2 separate regions of the Mus musculus genome follow, and region 2 is linked to region 1. The links are chromatin contacts, called in public HiChIP or PLAC-seq maps. All regions are on one chromosome and are shown on one strand. Each heading gives the region's core, a stretch centred on a gene start, on an enhancer-like site or on the middle of the called end of the contact. The rest is flanking DNA. Distances are from core to core; before and after follow the strand shown.

What was found. HiChIP or PLAC-seq counts read pairs in DNA pulled down with a chosen protein or histone mark.
Region 2: a FOXA1 HiChIP or PLAC-seq map of pancreatic cancer cells shows a contact between it and region 1. The contact joins two enhancer-like sites. A contact is called at or near these places in 2 of 39 promoter capture datasets (epiblast stem cells and liver), 1 of 15 datasets of contacts at CTCF or cohesin (the NIH/3T3 cell line), 3 of 115 datasets of contacts at active chromatin or transcription factors (embryonic stem cells, pancreatic cancer cells and stem cell-derived neural progenitor cells) and 1 of 9 other capture datasets (embryonic stem cells).

What each region holds. Positions count from the first base shown.
Region 1 is chr17:66,261,835-66,265,239 of GRCm38.p6, reverse strand. No RefSeq gene overlaps it. Among named protein-coding and RNA genes, the nearest start is that of Gm20742, 71 kb to the right of the region's middle. Within about 2 kb of position 1,664, at least 17 of the 459 cell types and tissues checked have an H3K27ac peak or open chromatin away from gene starts, as enhancers often do. A contact at or near this core is called in pancreatic cancer cells, where this site is marked.
Region 2 is chr17:66,508,603-66,512,211 of GRCm38.p6, reverse strand. All of the region lies in intron 1 of Rab12 (RAB12, member RAS oncogene family), which reads left to right. It overlaps Gm41608 (a long non-coding RNA gene), which reads right to left. Exons shown (of 3, transcript XR_876914.3): 1 at 1-3,609. Among named protein-coding and RNA genes, the nearest start is that of Gm41608, 4.1 kb to the right of the region's middle. Within about 2 kb of position 1,826, at least 118 of the 459 cell types and tissues checked have an H3K27ac peak or open chromatin away from gene starts, as enhancers often do. A contact at or near this core is called in pancreatic cancer cells, where this site is marked.

The sequences.
Region 1 (3,405 bases), core at 415-2,914:
GTGGTCACCCTCCTCCTCAGCTTCTTTCAGCCTTTCCCTAATTTACCCACAGAGGTCCTCAGCTTCTGTCCATTGATCGGGTGTTAAGTATCTGCATCTGACTCTTTCAGCTGCTTGTTGGGCCTCTTGGAGCTAGGCCTGTTTGTGAGCACACCATAGCATCAGTCACAGTGTCAGGCCTTGGAGCCTTCCCTTGAGATGGATCCCAATTTGGGCCTGTCACTGGACCTTCTCTCCCTCAGTCTCTTCTCCATTGTCCCTGCAGTTCTTTTAGACAGGAACAATTCTGGGTCAGAGTTTTTGACTGTGGGATGGCAACCCCATTCCTCCACTTGATGCCCTGTCTTTCTACTGAAGATGGACTCTACAAGTTCCCTCTCCCCACTGTTGGGCATTTCATCTAAGGCATTTGAGTCCTGAGAGTCTCTCACCTCCCAGGTCTCTGGAACATTCTAGAGAGCGCCCCCCCCCCCCACCTCCTACCTCCTGAGGTTGCCTGTTTCCATTCTTTCTGCTGGCCTTCAGGGCTTCACTCCTGTTTCTCCTTCCTATCCCTCAATACCTGATCATGTTCTATTAATTTTTAACCTGAAACCAATTTCAAAAGGATATTTGTTTTAAGATGACTTTTAAGTTGTTGTACAGGTATTGGATCTCATCCCATCTAGGCAGGTAAACATAGGCGGTGGGGATCCTACTGTCCTGGGCATGTTCCCGAAGGAGCTACACGTCCTTAAGGCTTTACTTGGGCACCCCTGCTTTGCTCTTTGTACAGTGTTGCACAGCAAAGCCTCACTTGGTAATACGGCTCACTGAAGACTCTACTCCTCGAGGGACATAGAGGAGGATTCAGATTTTCAATATAATTTTTTTCTCCTTCCTTCCTTCCTTCCTTCCTTCCTTCCTTCCTTCCTTCCTCCCTCCCTCCCTCCCTCCTTTTGTCCCTCCCTCCCTCCTTTTCTTCTTCCCTTCTTCCCTTCCTTCCTTCCTTCCTTCTTTCCTCCCTTTCTCAATTCCTTAATTCCTTCTTCCTTCCTTCCTCCCTCCCTCCCTCCCTCCCTCCCTCCCTCCCTCCCTCCCTTCCTTCCTTCCTTCCTTCCTTCCTTCCTTCCCTGACACAGGTTGTCACTATGTAGCCCATGCTAACCTGGAACTCATTAAATAGACCAGGCTGTCTTGGAACTTACAGAGTTGCCTCTCTTCTCCAGTGCTAGGAGTTAAAAGGTGTTCACCTCTACCTCATTCCAGAAAAGAGTTTTCTTGAGAATTCTTTGCAGCTAATAATCACTCCTTTCTGTGCCTACAGCTCCTCTTCTCTGTTCCCATGTCTGACTCAGTTCCCTTCTTAAGACATGCGTGCCCAAATGCTCTTTGTACTGACCAGTTCAAGACTAAAGAAAAAGTACTTAAATCCGTTGTCTGTGCTTCTTCCAACCCAGAGAGAGTGAGCGTTAACACACACGTGCCAAGCCGCAGAGCCTTTGTAACGCTGGGGTCAACCACAGTTTGAAGCCTCTTATTGATAAGTTTCCTTGGTCCCCTGAAGGACCTTGGCCCACAGCTTAGAGGAAGTGCTACCATTTGTATCACAGGTTCAGTCTAGGTGGAGTGTAAAGGGTATGAGAGCAGAGTGCTTTACTGGGTAGACATCCCAGGCTGAAGTGACCCTGGGCAAAGTCTCTCCACACTCCTTTCTCTGCCTCCTTGTGGAGACATGAGCAAGGGACTGCATTAGCTACTTTTGCATCACTGCAATCAAACTAGCTGATGGGAACAAGGAGGAAGCAATGGTTTCAGGAGGAATCTGTCTGTCCTAGTAGGTAGACTCAGTAGAACCACTTATCTGTAGAGGTGCGCATATAAAGTGGCGACTAGGAATCTGGGAAAGTGGCAGGAATAGGAGAAAGGGGGTGGCCATCAGAGCCCCCCCCCACCCGAGACTACTGCCACCTAGGCCTTACCTAGACCTTATCAAAGGTTTCATACCCTCCCATACACACACCCACACCCCAGAGAGCACAACCAGTCAGGAAACTGCCCCAAACATGAAACCTGTGGGAGAAATCTCAGATTCAAACACATAACAGAGACGAGACAAAGCCAGATCATATATAAAACCAAGAAGGCTCCTGATTTGTCAGCAACCAGCCCAGGAACACCATGCTACTCATTATCTACAGTAACCAGGCCAGGAGGCCAAACCTGCTTGGCTGAGTCAGACTCCCAGGACGCCATACGGTTATCTCCAGCAAATGATTGTCCAAAGGTTCAACACTTGAATAACAGCTGATGTGGTCTCTGATTTTTGTTCCTGTTTCCAATTAGGGCCAATCAGGAAATGTCAAATATGGACTTCTAATCAGTCACATGGGATGCCCTGTGTTTAGCTAACCCACCTATTTATTCACAGCACCAGGCTCTAGTCAGAGCTCAGCTTCAGGCTTCCCTTCCCCACTGCAAAGCTTGTCTGATTTTCTGCTTGGTTTTGAGTCTCTGCCATACAAAAGTGGTGACTGGATCCCTTGCAAGCTCGACTAAACAGTCTGGTTTTCTCTAATTGAATTGGTTTCCACTGACTTTTACGTGGACCTAATGTTTTTTGGTTGCTACCCAAAATTCATTTGCTCAACAAATATTTATGGAGAAGCTAATTAATACTATTATGTTAGATGCCAGAAATCTGGGTTGAGTTTCCAGACTAGTGAGGGTTGAGTTTCCAGACTAGTGAGGGAGAGTAGCATTAATTGCATAATTACATCAACAGATATAACATCTCAACTATCAGGAGAAGCAGCGTGCTGTGTGCTATGAGGACCTAAAGCACTTGTTCAGAGCCAATTTCTTTGAGGAATTTGCAACTACCCTGAGATCTGGAGAAGGACAAGATTGTAACAGGCAACAGAGAAGAAAGACTACAAAGACCCAAGTCAAGGTCATGGGCATTATGGATGAAACCAAAGCCTGAAGAAAGGTGAGCCTGGTTGGAGGTCATAGAGCCCAGAGACAATGCCAGAGAAAGTCTAATTGAGAGACACATGCCAGGTCTCCTTGGGTCTCATGGGCATTTCAAAGGAACTTTGTCTTGATCCAAACACAACAATATAGTAGCCAACAATGATTGTAAGGTAGCCGAGTTTGCATAGACAAATGTTATAGTTACGGGAAATCTATTGTTTATTCCAAGTTTAAAAAAAAAAAAAAACCCAGCAGGAAATAGATAAGCTTTGTGGGTGTGGAAGAAAATAGATAAGTGTAAGATTTAGTAGGTGTAGAACACAGGGCTCAGAGCCAGGGAAATGGCTCAGTAGGTAAAGGTGTTGTTGAAGGAGTTTTAGGAGCCGAGTTCAGCTCTCTAGCACCCAAGCGTTCTGATTTGCTTTCTGTTGCCATGATAAATGCCATGAT
Region 2 (3,609 bases), core at 577-3,076, 250 kb before region 1:
CTGTGATGAAGCATGGTTCGTTTACAACTCCCCTCCCCCCTTTTTAAAGATTTATGTGTGTGGGTGTTTGCCTGTAAGTATGTCTCTGCAGCACATGTGTGCAATATCCTCAGAGGCCAGAAAAAGCTGACACAGGTCTCCTTGAAGTGAAGTTGCCAATGGTTGCAAATTCCCACGTAGATGCTGGGAACCAAACCTAGATCCTCTTTGAGAGCAGCCTGTGCCCTTAAACCACTGAGCCATCTGTCTAGCCCTCCCTCATCCCCGTTGTGCTCTTTAATGGTGTCTTTCTCAGAAATGATCACAAGATTTCATAATTAGAATATTATTTTTAGTTTTCCTGAATCCTCACAGTAACACAGCGTAGGGAAGAAAAGTCAGCCAAAGCCATGAGACTTCACACAGAAGATAGTTTCTGGGGTTGATACAATGTTAACGTGCAGCTCTGGAGGCAGCTAGCCTCATTGCTCTCCTTCATGGTGAGCAGGCCTAGCTCACCCTTACTCTTCATAGGCCACGCAGCTTGGGCAGGAGACACATTTCCTTCAACAATAGTAGAGCTGTCTGTCACACACTCGGCGCCTCTCACCCAGTCTTGACACATCTCTTACTCTCTCACTGCCAGTGCAGGGATCTAATGTTCAAAGTGGCTGACATCGTTGATATAAGTACTTTGCCGGAGCTATAGTGTCACAGCCATTTTACGTGGAGACCTGTGTCAGAGCCTGGGACTCCATAGCTGTGTTAATGTCGGGTAAAGTCCACTGCGGTCTGGGACAAGCTGAGGTCTTGGGTTGGCAGAGAAGCAAGGTGATCTACTGGAAGGGGAAGCTGGGAGGCTGCTTGTTATCAAAGACTTGCACCCCAGTGTTGTTTCTTCTTCAGGCAGGAAAGGAATGTGAAGAAAGAGGAGTCTGTGTGTTTCTGCTGTTTTCATTTTGTAACTTCTTAGGGCTCAGAAAAAGCAACAGTGTTTTGGAAATGTTTTTCCCTCCTGGCCTTCCTAGGCACCAATTCCTTAGGCTATGAAAGACCATCCAGAAGGAAGCAATTCCAGGTTCAGGTCTCATGACAAGATATGATGATAATGGGCCATTTACAGAACACAACACACACCTTCTCAGCCATCTGATCGCATAACAACCTTGCATTGTGCATACAAGCGCGAACTTGAATCGGGATTCTGCAGTTGTGTAGGCATGTGGTCCGTCAGTTACTCCTCCTGTCTCTGGTCCAGTGTGTCCCCTGCGGGATGACATGACAGTGCCCACCTGACTAGGCTGCCATGAGCTTTGGGGGTGAGGCACTAAATATGACTGTCATTGCTATTAAAACAAATGAAGGTTGAGCCTGAGCCACAGTCCCTCAGAGACCACACACTGGCATTGGTGATGGGGAGCCTTACCCTGTAAGCTGAGTCCTTTCTGGAAACATTGTTAAACTAGTTTCAGAAGATTTCTAAACAACCAGAAGCTTAAATGTGGGTCCCTGTTACCAGAGTAATCTGCTTGGGGGCTGACCACTCCATGCGAAGTGATGGGGTAAGTAATTTGTTACCATAGTGATCACTGGGCTGAGTGTGTGCAGTCTAAGTCGAGCTGCCTGTGCTTTACACAGTTACACAGGAAGTAAAATGTATCTGCTCACACACACACACACACACACACACACACACGAGCACAGGCATTCCTATCTGCTGCTGCCATTTCACATCTGTCTCCTTTGCCTCTTTAAAAACAAACAAACTGGTCAGTCCTGGCTATCGCTCATTTGTCCTGTTAGTCAGCGTTTCTCCTTGAACTCCTTGAATACACCGCATTTAGTGGAGTAGAGAGGCTGACTGTGAGCCTCGGCAGGAAGCCAAGGATGCTGGGTCGCTGGGAAATGCACAGCCTATGGGTGAGGCCAGCAAAGAAAGGCCAGAAGAGTGGCGGGCCAGGAATGGGGTAGGAGCGGGTAGGTGTGGTCAGGGAAACTTCCCTGGGAAATCTAGGATTTAAAAGGTTTCTGGGCAGACAAGAAGGTTCTCTAAGAGTACATGGCAGGGGAAGGCACTTTGTTGCCAAGTGCGTGGTGTGTTAATGTGGGTCAGTGTGACCCAGCTTTGGGGGCAGGGACTGTCCCCATTAACCCAAAGGGTAGTGAGGAATGTTGCTTGCCTGCTAATCAAGACGCCTCTGAGAGGGCTGGAGAGGTGGCTCAGTGGTTAAGAGCACTGACTGCTCTTCCGAAGGTCCCAAGTTCAAATCCCAGCAACCACATGGTGGCTCACAACCATCCATAATGAGATCTGACGCCCTCTTCTGGTGTGTCTGAAGACAGCTACAGTAAACTTACATATAATAAGTAAATCTTTGGGCCGGAGTGAGTGTTGGCCCAAGCGACGACGACGACAACGACGATGATGCTGCCTCTGAGAAACTGTTTTCAACAGGGTGACAGGCTCTTCACCCCTTGAGTATGCAGTTCTCCACTCCTATCTCTGCTGACTGTCCCTAAAGCTCCTGTTGAGACTGTTGATGGCTTGCTATGATTCTTTAAGGACCGTTAGCATTTCTGTGGCTCACAGCTGCTGCAGATGTGCGACATGAAGTCATTTTATACTTGGGAGGTGAGGTTTCTAGACAGGTCCGATGATAGACTTGTATTAATACAAAGATGTGTGTCCGAGCCGTAGGTTGGATTAAGATCATTACAAGCTACTTGGAGCTGTTGTTAGATACAGTGCAGGCTATTTTATTTAAAGGGGACAGGTTTATTTATTTATTTAGGTTCCTCAAGGCAGGATTTCTTTGTGTTTCTTTGGCTATCCTGGAACTCACTCTGTACACCAGGCTGGCCTCAAACTCATAGAGATCTACACATGGGGTAAAGAGGTGCTTCACCCAGCTCTTACATTCATCCATCTACCCATCCATTCACTTATTTATTTATTCATTTTGGAGAGGAATAGTTTTAATGAGCTGTTCCCATTTATAGACTTGGGTTTTTTTTGTTTTGTTTTGTTTTTGTTTTTTTTTTTTTTTTAGATTTACTTATTCTAGGCCATGAGTGGTTTTGCCTGCAGCACATGTGTGCATCATGCACACAGTTTTTGCCGGGATCAGAAGAAGGCATTAGATCTCCTGGAACTGGAGTTACAGGAAGTTGTGAGCTGCCGTGTGTGTGTTGGGAACTGAACCTGGGTCCTCCTCTTTGAGAACAAGAGCCGCCCTTAGCCACATTTCGGCCCTGGTTCATACACTTAGAGATTTAGCCACTTACCTGCACCGGGACTCTTCTGCTGAGGTTACAGTGTGGCTGTGTTGTGATTCCTCTGTGCACACACTCGGTTCTTCTCAGTGGCTGAGCAGATTCCTTGTCCTGTTGGGGTAGCTGATGATACCCAGGCCCATTTCTTCATTCTGAGTACTAATGCCTGATCCTTTTCTTTGTTCATTAAGCTTCGTGGTTAGAGACATGACCCTTGTGGAGGCCTGCTAAAACAGGCAGGTTTTTCAAGCTAGTTGAGAAGGAGTGGAGAGCACATTCAGGCCCAGCATGATATAGCAGAGAAAACTCTGTCCTCCGGACACAGACGGCCCACACTGGCCATGTAAAGGGTTCTGT